Linked DNA regions of Athene noctua: region 2 is linked to region 1. The links are chromatin contacts, called in public Hi-C maps. All regions are on one chromosome and are shown on one strand. Each heading gives the region's core, a stretch centred on a gene start, on an enhancer-like site or on the middle of the called end of the contact. The rest is flanking DNA. Distances are from core to core; before and after follow the strand shown.

What was found. Hi-C and Micro-C count contacts between places; a contact is called where the count stands out from the background.
Region 2: a contact with region 1 is called in a Hi-C map of heart, with 7 times the contacts expected there. The contact joins the promoter of AIRIM here to the promoter of UTP11 in region 1. A contact is called at or near these places in 2 of 2 Hi-C or Micro-C datasets (heart and liver).

Annotation. Positions count from the first base shown.
Region 1 is chr24:412,229-417,733 of bAthNoc1.hap1.1, forward strand. UTP11 (UTP11 small subunit processome component) reads right to left here and starts at 1,923. Exons shown (of 8, transcript XM_074926001.1): 1 at 1,772-1,923; 2 at 1,618-1,679; 3 at 1,022-1,124; 4 at 661-774. The coding sequence starts at 1,834. It overlaps FHL3 (four and a half LIM domains 3), which reads left to right and starts at 2,623. Exons shown (of 6, transcript XM_074925997.1): 1 at 2,623-2,753.
Region 2 is chr24:600,207-605,832 of bAthNoc1.hap1.1, forward strand. AIRIM (AFG2 interacting ribosome maturation factor) reads left to right here and starts at 2,630. Exons shown (of 5, transcript XM_074926274.1): 1 at 2,630-2,886; 2 at 2,981-3,160; 3 at 3,237-3,355; 4 at 3,756-3,868. The coding sequence starts at 2,630. The coding sequence ends at 3,823. It overlaps CDCA8 (cell division cycle associated 8), which reads right to left and starts at 2,359. Exons shown (of 10, transcript XM_074926249.1): 1 at 2,278-2,359; 2 at 2,079-2,207; 3 at 1,776-1,816; 4 at 1,204-1,276; 5 at 704-843; 6 at 334-413; 7 at 1-7. The coding sequence starts at 2,359.

The DNA of each region.
Region 1 (5,505 bases), core at 673-3,172:
AGGCGAATTCCTGTTTCTCAAGCATCCGAACTCTTCTTTCCTTTTTAATCTTTGCAAATATATCTAGTCTATGTTTATGTCATGTCTCCATAACCTTTTCGAGTAGAGGTTAATAGCCATTTCCAGCATTACCCAGCCAAGTATGTACGAATCAATATTCAAACCACTAAGCTACCTGTACGGCAGACAAAGCAGGAATGATTACCATGAAACCACTGAGCAAAAGTATGAAGGAAAATTCAAAGCTCACTTTATTTTTTTTTTACCTGCAGTGACGCCGTGTGGATCAACACCAGAGCATAAAACACTTTCAGAAGTGGGTCATATTTCTGTTGATTGCCTGCCAGCCGTATTCAAACAACCCACTTCAGTAACAACAACTCTCAATTTTTTATAAACGCGAGATGCAAGAGCACAGGTTTAATGTCTGAAATTTACATAAGAAATTGCCATAGTTTATAATAATGCATAGTATAATAGCATTAGTCAGCACACCTTTAGGTTCTACAAAGAGAGCCTCACTGGCACTTCCATCTATCATTTCCAGATTTGTGTAACTAAACAGTTACTAAACAAAAACACAATCGCCAACAACAAAAACCCCACAATAAAAAGAACCATTCTGAGCAAACTGGAAACACTAAAAAAGTGAATTATTACCTTGGCTTCTGCCACTCTTTTCATTTCCACATATTTAATATCCTGTGTCCTCATCAATTTCACCTGCTCTGGGGTCACTTCATCCTTTGGCTGCTTTATTTTATGAACTCCATCCTGAAACCAAACACAGCACTTAGACAGATGCCATTCCAGCTGTAGCGTTCCATGGGTCCCAATAATAAAAGCAAAAGAACCTTCTTGTCCTTCGCCCCTCATCTTCTTCAAAGCCTTCCACAGGCACCAAACCAAATCTGCTAGTTTATTTACTAATTAATAAATTAAAAGCAAGGTAGGAAAAAAGAAAATATGTTACTTAGAGCAACAGAGTGTAACCCTGCTTGAAGGCAATTTAGATTCTCACCTGGAGCTCTGCACGTATCATTTTAAAGTAGAACTCATCAGGATTCTTCTCCAGAGCTTTCTTCTGGAGTGCTCTGAGGGCATTCTGTTTCTTGTGATAGTCACTGGGAAAAAAATAAAAAACCAAACCAGAGGGTTGTTGAGCAGTTTCTCCATGTTCACACTCCCCGATGAGATGCTGAGTCCTCCAAAGTGATGCTCAGAGCTTTGAGGCAGCCGAGAAGGCTCCGCACATGGAGCTGGACATCACCAAATGACCTCGGCGCACGGGTCGGTCCCTCACAAAGCTGGAAATGGTCAGCGTTCCGCGGGGAGGGTTAGAGAGGAGGGAAAGGCCCCCACCCGCTCGGCAGAGCTCACCGGCCTGCTCGGCCCTCACGGATCTACGGCACCGGCCGTTAGAAGCGCAAACGCACCCTTGCGAGATTCGCGTTAACCGCAACGAGAACGATTTTGTGGCGCCTTCGCCCTCGCGTCCCCCCCCGCCCCGATCCTGACCCGCCCGTTCCCGGCGGGCCGAGGCGCCCCCGTTCCGGTGCGAGGCGGACGCCGGCTCCTCCACCGCCACCCCCGCCCCAGCCCGGGCCCCCGGCTCACTTGGCGCGGAGCTTGTAGTCCTTCTTCTTCTCCAGCAGGCCCAGCTTCTGCCGGCGGGCGGGCTAGGAGGGAAGGCAGACAACATTATGGGGGGCGGCCGCCGCCTCCGGCCACCGGCGGCGGGGCCGGGCCCGGCCCGGCCCGGCGCACTGACCTGGGCCCGCTCGCGGTGCGGGCGCTGCCCCGACTTGGCGGCTTTCCTGAAGGCGGACGACATGGCGGCGGCCCGACCCGGCCCGGCCCGACCCGCCGCCGCGCTGTGACGGGCCACGCGGCGCGCGCCGGCCGGAAGCGGCGGGTCGCGGGGTCAGAGGTCGCGCGCGAGGCTCGCCGGGAGGTGGCGCCGTCTCCATGGCGACGGTGGCCCCGGGCGTCCCGAACCGCTCCTCTCGCCCGGGCCGGGGGTTGGAGCGGCCCGGCCCGGCCCGGCCTCCCCCGGGGCGGCCCTGAGGGCCCTGCCCGAACCCGCTCGGGGGACCCGGGCCCAGGCTGCCGGCGCCCCGAGCCCTGCCGGGGCCCCGCCGGGGCCGCCCGGGGCGCGTAGGCCGGGCTCAGCCGCGGCCTCGGTGCCGGGAGCGGGGACGCGGCCGAGCCCCCGCCCCGGCTCCACGAGGGTTTCGGCCGCGGGGTCGTCGCGGCTGCGCGGGGGAAGAGCCGGCGCCCCCAGGAGGGGGAGCCGCGGGGCCGCCTCGTGTTCACCCGCCGCCCGCTGGCGGAGAGGAGCCCGCAGCCGGCCCGTTCCCCCGGGGCCCGCCTGGGCTGAGCCGCGGGGAGGCGCGGCCCGGGGCGGGCGGGCTCGGCGGTCGCCGGGCTCCGGGGTGGCCGCTCGGAAGCGAAGGGGGAGGCGGCCGCGGGAGGGCGATCCCGCCGCGCACCGGTGCTGCGCGGGGAGCATCCCGCGGGGGTCGGGGGCGCCCGGGCTGGCGGGCGCGTCCCGCTCGCACCCGCCGCCGGCGGCGTGACCCGCTCCGAGCTCTCGGAGCGAGTGTTTGTGCGGGGCGGGCACCGGGCGGCCCAGCCCGCCGGCCCCGCCCCGGGCCGGGCTCCGCGCCGCGGGGCTGGGGAGCAGAGCCGCGCCGAGCCTGCCCACCGCCGGGCGAGCAGCGAGCGCGGCCGGGCCCCGGGACGGCGATCAGGTGGGTCGGGACGGGCCGGGACGGGCGGCGGGAGCCGCCGCTGCCGCTCGCTTCGGCCCCCGCAGCCCCGGGCGGGTCGGGGCGGGCCGGCGGGGCTCCCCCGGGGAGCGGGGGGGAGCGGGGGGCGCTGCACGGTGCCTCCGCGGCCGGGGTCCCGGGGACGGGGCATCCCCGCGGCACCCCGGCGGGGTTTACTGTGTCGTTACCGGGGATGTGGCTCGCTCGGAGAGCTTCGCTCCGGTTCGTTCTAGGAAGCACAGCCCGCACCGTTTTGTTAAAGAAGGCGGCGAAAAAAAAAAAAAAAAAGTCTTTCGGCCGTGTCTCTTTCCCAGACTGTAAAGTTGCAGCGCTTAAGCTGTATTTTATTAAGAAAGCGCCGAAACTTCATCCAGCCAATAAACTGGGAAGTAAACTTAAACCAAATGCTCAAACGTAGTGTAGAGAAAATTTTTAACACATCCTGAATGGTTGCCGTTTGCACGGAGTCCCAGGGTAGGTGCGGGGAGAGGCTCCTCAAAGCCTTGCTTCCTCTGTGTTAAACAAAGGCTCACAAGTCACACTTTGAATCTTGCCATTGAAAAAATAGCTCAGCATCTTTTAAGAATTTTTTTTTTTTTTCACTGAACACAGTTTTGTTTCAAATTGCTATGCTTTCTTACAGGTAACGTTTTCTTTTTTGGTTTCCCGTCTTGTTGGTATTTTGTGGTTACATTCATCGCTTTGACTCTTTCATGAGAATTGATGGGAACGCTGGGTATGGTTTGTAGTTAGCCTGGGCGAGGCGTGTTAGCAGGAATGACTTTCCACTGACTCAAAGCTCTTCGGATGGCATGTGGTGGTGGTAGCTCACCTTCAGTGCAGGCTTTGGTACTGAGCTCTCTCTACTTAGATTTGAATTTAGTATGTTCAGTGTTTTCCAGTTCTGAAAATCATAAAGGAAACCTTTCCAAAGTGTCACGGGAGCGCAGGAGAGGCTGCCCTGGACCAGGCCCGTGGTCTGACGGACGCGGTGTCCTGGCAGCAGCCCAGGCCACTAGTGAACAGTGAGGGAAGGGTGCAGGGAGATTTATTTTACTTTTGTGACTCCTACTGAGCGTTAGAAATCTGTGGCTCTCCTAGTGGCTACGAATGTGTGATTGTCAAATGTTCCTTTACTGTTAATTTTTGAGAAGTGTTTTCTTGGACATTTCCTTAGGAGTCTTTCATGTTTAAATGTTTGCCTTTGGTGTGAGTAATATTTCTCTGGTGTTCACAAAGGTGTTGAAGCTGCCTCATTTCCCTAATTTGCTTTGTCAAAGTGTGGTTTAACTTCCTGACAGGCAGGCCATCAGCAGGAAAGGGGAAGCCCGACATCTCTCCAGTCTTATTTTTGTGCCATTTTCTTTCCTTTTCCTAGGATGGAGACCATATGGTTCTCTTGCTGGCCACTTCCTTAGAGGCACAGAGTTGTGAGCGTTAGTTTAATTCTTACCCAGCTGGGTCTGTAATTTTATAGTTTTAAGACTGGTGGCATAGCACATGAGACAAAAATATCGGCAATATAGTTAGTTGTGGGCACTGATTACAGTGGATGCTCTACAGCAAAAAGTATGTTTTGGAATGAGAACTCCTTAAACCTGCACATAGGGAGTGGTGGGGACACGCCAAAGGCAGGGTGGTGGTTGGGAGTATCCAGAATTCCCGAGCAGGAAGCCCTGTGAACGGCTCCGGGGTCTCAGCTCGGGGGTCTCACTGGCTCTCCCTGTTGGGTGTCTTTGAGGTGCCTCCTGGGGAAGATCAGTGTGTCTGGCCGGGCTGCGGAGCAGCACCCGCGGAGTGGAGCGGGCGCTGGCGTGCTGGAGACCGGGCGGGCTCCTTGGGCTCTGGGGAGGACGGCGGGCCGCTGCCGTTGCCTCTGCAGGCTCTGCAGCCATCTGCAGCACGTCTGCTGTCAGCTCTGCTTCCTGTTTACACTGCACTTCGGTTTGGAGCGGGCTCTCACACAGCCCTGCTGTCCGGGGGCACGGCGGCACCTGGGGGCTCAGCTTTCCGGGGTCATCGTGGGGAAGAAAGGCAGGAGCCCCTTTCCTGGCCCGTGTCACTGTGGTGCCCTGATGACACGTGTGTTTTTTTCTGTGGAGTACCAGCCTTGTGTGGCTGTAGGCAGCCTTCATGGGCAACAGATTTCTGCGGGGTGTGAGCTCAGTGATGCTCGTTCGGGTTTTGGACCTAGCAGCTGTAAGATGGAGGTGAACCCTTAACTGACAGTCCCAGGAAAAGCTTCTCTGCGGGCAGGTTACTGAAACTCCCAGCGCACCAACTCTGGCAGCGCTTGGTTCTGCTGACAGCCAGGGCCCGCTCGCTCTGTTGCTTGCTCTAGCAGGTAGGATGCTTTCCACTGAGCTCCTCATTGCAGCTGAGGGGATGCTGTTGCATGGCCTGCTGTGTTTTGAAATGCCAGCAGGAAAATTGAACAAATTGATGACTCTTAGCGCTCAAGTGATCCCCACCCCCTCTCCCTGGAAGAGGACTTTTATGGTAATCACAGCAGTGATACACAGGATCTTCCTGGTGGCCCGCTGGGGCCCTCCTTCATGTCTGTGGGATTTTCTCTGTCCTTGGCTTGCATGAGGTTGTGCTGGAAGAGCCCTCAGTCCATCCGCAGCCTCAGGAGCGAGGCAGGAGCGTGAACCTCTTCACCCCTGCCTCACCTTTCGTGTGAGAAAGTTTCCACAAAGAAAGTGTTTATGGAAAACTGGGGACTGGCTGGCTG
Region 2 (5,626 bases), core at 1,380-3,879, 190 kb after region 1:
GCTTGTTCTGTTAGAGGGAAATAAATGAATGTCTGCTCATAAAAAAATATTTGTAATAAACTTACAAGCAACTTACTACCTTATCAAAGGCTTGAATGAGGTTATCACCCCAGACCAGAGGTTCTTGCTAACCAAAGGCAAGCCCCAAAGCTGGGGATGGCAGGAGAGGAATCTGCCCGTCCTCCACCCGCTCTCAGATCACGGATTTTTCCCTATAGCACGGCACAACTATACCCACCAGCCTACTAAACCACACTCCATGCCGCTAGGAGTTACGGCAGCACTAGACACTTATTCTCCACTTTTGAAGGCCAGTGAAAGACACCCCGTTACCTTTTACTCATGCGCTTCACCCTCACCGAAGGAGGCCTCCTGCTCCTGGACACTGGCATTTTTTTCGTGGATGCCTTCACCTGAAACACACGTTATTCACCGGATCAGTTACTTCGCTCTCGTGTGACAGCTGAGCCCACAACGAACAAAGGCTTCCAGACAAAACATTTGGCTCAACAGGCTCCTTTTTAAGGCACAAGAGCCCAGAAGCAAACACTGTACAAGCTTCTGTGACCTCCTCTGACCGCTAGAAGTTTCAGGAAGTGGAAGTCCCCCTCAAAGTATCCTGGGCAGCTATATAATTGTAGGCATCATCTCAGTAAGCATTTATACCTTGGGAATAAAGTCACCACAAAGAGCAACTGCTTACCTTTCCAGCTTTTGGATTAATGTTTTCAGCTTCCAGCTCTGGAAGACACTGGCTATCATGCTTTGCTTTCTTTGCTACGGGAAGCAAAGGGCGCTCTGCTTCTTCCTCAATAGCTTCAATACCCTGTTTGAATTTTTCCACTAGAAAGAGAAAGTGTTATCTAAGTTGAAAATAAATAATAACCTTACATTATTAGTTAGCAGCAGAGGTAAACAACCACAAGCATTTCTGGCAACAATCTGCTTCAGAAATCCAATTCCAATGTAATCCAAATGGTTGAGTACTTTAAGAAAATTAAGGTTTGAATAAATTTAATAAAAGCAGGTTTAATTAAAATTTAGTAGCTTAATAAAATTAACAAGCTATTGCAGCTAGTAAGGATAAAAAGTAGGATTATTTAAATATATTGAAGGATGCAAATAAGAACTGATTATTCACAGCATGCAAACCCTGACCCGCTCTCGTCTTACGACTCATCACAGCGCTTAAAACAAACTGACCTTTCTTGATTTTTAAAGGAGTCTGGATAACTTCTGCTGTTAACTTGTTTATTTCTGTTATTTCCAAGTCTGCCTAAAATTGAAACAGTCACAGCACCATTAGGATTATCAGTAGCACAAGAGTTCTGAGAAATCCAAGCTGTAGAGCAAACCCCTATTTCATAGCAAGAACACCTCCATGTTTTCTGTTGTGCTCAGGCTGGGACCTTCCACGTTATTCCGGAGGTGCCCGCGCGTGGTCTGCAGGCCACTCAGCCCCACACACCTTGTTTAGCAGCTGCAGGACGCGCCTCACCCGTGCCCTGCTGCTCAGCCAGCGTAGAAATCATTTAATTTACTGAAAAGCGCGTGTGCTCTCGGGGGTCTGGGAGGGAAAGCGAGCAGGTAAGGGGAGACGGACAAGGAGCAGCGTGAGCATGCAAATCCTCTTTGGATCCAACAGGCCTCTCTCACAGTTAGGCCTTAAAGCAGCGTTTATGAAAGAGCTTCTGCGACCTCTGGTATCGCAGCACTCCCGCAGACCCAGAAACGCTTCGTTTCCCACAACGTCATCAGAAGAGCTGGATACCTACCGCTACTGCCTCTTGCAACACCTTTTTGCTTCCTCCTTTAGCTAAAAAGAAAAAATTTTCGAAGAAGTCACTCTGTGTGTAAGCCGGCCTACGCGCTACACGCGGGCACTTTAACACGCCGCCACTAGGGCGCAGAACCCCGCACAAGGCAGCTTTGGGGGCGGCCTCAGACAAAGAGCGCGGCGCGGGCCGCCCGCCCGGGGGGTGCAGGCGGAGCGGATCCCGGCCGCGCCTTCATTGCCGCGGTTTTACTGTCTAAGGGAACGCGTGCCCCCACCAGCCAGGCCCCGGCCCCGTTCGTACCGAGGTAGTCCAGCCAGTTCATCTCGCGGAACGCCACCGGCAGCCGCAGGATCTCGATGTTGTACAGGTTCTCCGCCTCCTTCACCAGCCGCTGCTCGTTCGCCCGCAGCTGCTCGATCCGGGTCCGCACTGCGGGGACGCACACGGCGTCAGCCACGGCTCCGGGCCCGGGCCCCGCTCCCCGCCGCCCCCGGCCTACCCTCGCGGTCGAAGTCCTTCAAGAAGGCCGCCAGCTTCCTGCCGCGCGCACTCGCGCCAGCCTTCTTCCGCGCGGGAGGCATGGCGGCGGGGCGGGCTCCGGGGACGGGGAACCGGCGATGGAGAACCGGGGATCGGGCTCCGGGGATCGGGCTCCGGGCCGGAGGCGCTGCCGCCCGCCGCGCGTTCAAACCCAACCGCCGCTGCAGACCGGCCAATCAGCGCTCAGCGCGGCGCGGCCAATCAGCGCTCAGCGCGGCGCGGCCGACCAGGGTCCGGCGCAGCCAATCGGCGCTCGGCGCGGCGTGATGACGTAGACTCCCGGGAGAGCGCTTCCGGGTGAGCGGGTGGCCATGGCGGCGGCGGTGGCGGCGGCGCTGCGGGAGTGGGCGGCGGCGGCGGCGCGGCAGGACGCGGCCTGGCGGGCGGCACTGGCCGCCTGGGCGCCGCTGCTGGGCTCGCTGGCCGGGCTGGCGGCGCAGATGCGGGCGGCGCGGCGGCTGGCGTGGGGCGGGTCGTCGCTGGGCGCCTTCAGCGACCTGCGGGCGCGGCTGTGGCGGAAGCAGCGCGGCGCGGCCGAGGCGCTGCTGGAGCAGCTCGGCAGCCGGCGGTGAGGCGGCGGCCGTGGCGGGGGGGGCCGGGCCGGGCCGGGCCAGGCGGGGGGCGCGCGGCCGCAGCTGAGCGCCCCCCGTTCTGCCGCGCAGGGCGGAGCTGCGGGCCGTGCGGGACGCTGTGGGGGCCGGCGTGGCCGGCGTGCTGCGGCTGTACGAGGAGCGGGCGGCGGAGCTGGGCCTGGCGGCGGCCCTGCGGCGCGGGCCGCGCTGCCCCTCGCTGGCTGATGCGCTGGAGGGGCTGCAGGACGTGGAGCGCTACTACCGGCACCTGTATCCTCTTTGGCGGGGCTCGCGGGCAGCGCTGGCGGGTGCCTTTTTCTCTTTGTTGTCCTTATCGGCCTTGAAGTTACCTGGAGAGCAAACTGCTCCTCCTCCGCATCAGCTGCGACAGCCTGGCAGACATGGAAGCCCTCCCGCAGTCTTGGGAGAGGATTTTGGAGCGTTACAAGGAAGACGTTGTTCAAGGTAGTCCTGCTTACACAGACCCGGAGGGCCTCTCTGTGAGCCCCGTGCGGGTCTCTCGGTGCTGGCGGCAGCACATGGGCCTGCTGGTGCTGGCTGCGTCGGTCTCTGTAGCAGCGGGTGACGTCGCTCAGTTTGCAGTCAATCCCTGTGACCTGCTCTGAGAGCTTGTGAGTGACTTCAGTCGTAAACACTCGCCATCACACCCTGGGCACAGCTGGAAGCACCATCCTGCCTTGCAGGGTAACAAGGGACTTAGTGATCCCTTTCATTTGGTCTACTAAGTTAGTTTTACTTCAGTTTTTCTTCAGTGCTCTTAGAAACCAGTTAAATTTTTGTGGGTACAGAATACAGATAAAAAGCATTAAGCTAATGAGATTATTGTTTTTTCCTTTCAACTCAGATACGCTTCTCAAGATCTCTCTGTTTGTGGACAACCAGCGAGAGCTGTGCTGCTCCCCAGGCTCCTGACAGAGTGAGAGGGACTGGACGTTGACCAGCTTCTACAAGAGTCTGGTATGTTCTGAGATGGCCATAAAGAGGATGATGAGTTGAGAAATCTTTACGGGTGCTTTTTGGAAGCTGAATGAGTTGGGTACTTGGCCTCAGCAGAAAATACTTGGACTGTTTCAAGTGGAAATGGACTTGGTGTCTGAAGAAGAGGCTGGGCTGAACCAGCTGTGAAAATAGGGGGGAGTCCTCCTTACTTTTCCCTGCCAGGGGAACTCTGTGGACTGAAAAAAATGTTGGGACCTACTAACTCGAGGTGTGCCGCAAGTAAACAAGCGTAACTTAAAGTCTGGCAGGCTGATGCCATGTGAGAAAGGTGTTTTAGGTGCCATCCTTACAAATAAATATAAGATGACAAACCAGGGCTTAAAAGCAGCTTGCACCTCATGCCTCTGAGCAGTGCGTTTGCTTTCATCCCACCTGTACATTGAAGGGAAGGAGCAAATTGACTTGAAAATGTAGTTGCAGAGATGCACGGACAGCTGAGTTGTGGCAGAGGCCGTTTTCAAGTGCGTTAGAGCAGGCTCCTCTGGTATCTGCTGGGCCGTGTTTAAATCTGTCTTAAAACTTCACGCTCTGTGGCAGCAGCCGCCAGTTCTAGGGACATCTTCTGTTGGCCATGACACGGATCCTCTAACGTTCCTGGAAAGCGGTGGGGTGCCTGTCTCTAAACGCAGCCTTGGTAAGAAGCTGCAGCTTCTCCACAAGGAATTGTGCTCGGACGGGCTGTAGATGTGCTTGTGCGCCCCGTTTCTGCGGCGCCGTGGGGCTCCGAGCTGGGGAGGCCCTTTGGCCACCTGAGGGCACTGCTCGGCCTGCGGAGCGCGGCCGGGGCCCGGCGGCTGCTGGCTGGGCAGGGGACGGCGCTGTGTGTGCCGTTCTGACTGCGGAGAAAAATAACGTCACCCTCTTGGCGCTGGTCTGGCCTCCGGGCGTCCCGGCTGATGGTGGGAGAGCGTCAAACGCGGGGGGGCGAGGCGGGCTCTGCTCCCGGCGCCCGGGGGCTCGGTCGGGGGGCAGCGCTCCCCCGCCGCTGGAGGGGGGAGTTCCTCTGGGCGCCCGGTGGGGCCGCTCCTGCCCGCAGCCGGTGGCGGCACAGGCGTCCCCTGCCCCACGCGTCCCCGGCAGACCCGGGCGAGGCTGCGGCGTGACTCTGCTCTGAGTCACAGCGCGAGCGCCCGAGCCCTGCGCCGGGCCGCCTCCTTCCCGGCGCAGCGACACGCGGCGGCCTCCTGCTGCTGCTTCCTCCGGCTTAAGACGAAGCAGATGATGCAGCGAAGCGAGGGCTTTGGCAGAGCGGCGCGGGAGGCAGCGGGTTCAGCCTCGGCTGCGTGCAGAGCGCTCCCGCCCTCCCCGAGAGCTCTGTGTCACCGTGACCTGTCACCCGCTCGCCTTGTCAGCGCGCGCTGATGCCGTGGGTTGCACCGCAGCATCAGTTCAGCATTAGGCATTTATTTTCCTGTCCGCAGCGGAGTGAGCGATTTCATCTAGTTGTTTTCCAGAGCTTTGATTCCAGCCGCCAACTCCTCCCAGCTCCGCAGAGTCACGTCCCGTGTTTAGTTCCAGTCAGTGAAGCAGCGCAGGTGAACTTCACCAGCTGCTGGTGTCCCAGCCGTGTGTCCTCCCCAGGGCTGTCACTGACTTCTGGCTTTAAGGGGCGGGCGGGTGTGCGCTGTGGGATGACACAGGGCGCAGAGGGTCGATGCAGACGCTCTCCTGGCTGTCCGGCAGCCGAGTGCTGGTGTGTGCAGAGGCCTCCAGGCT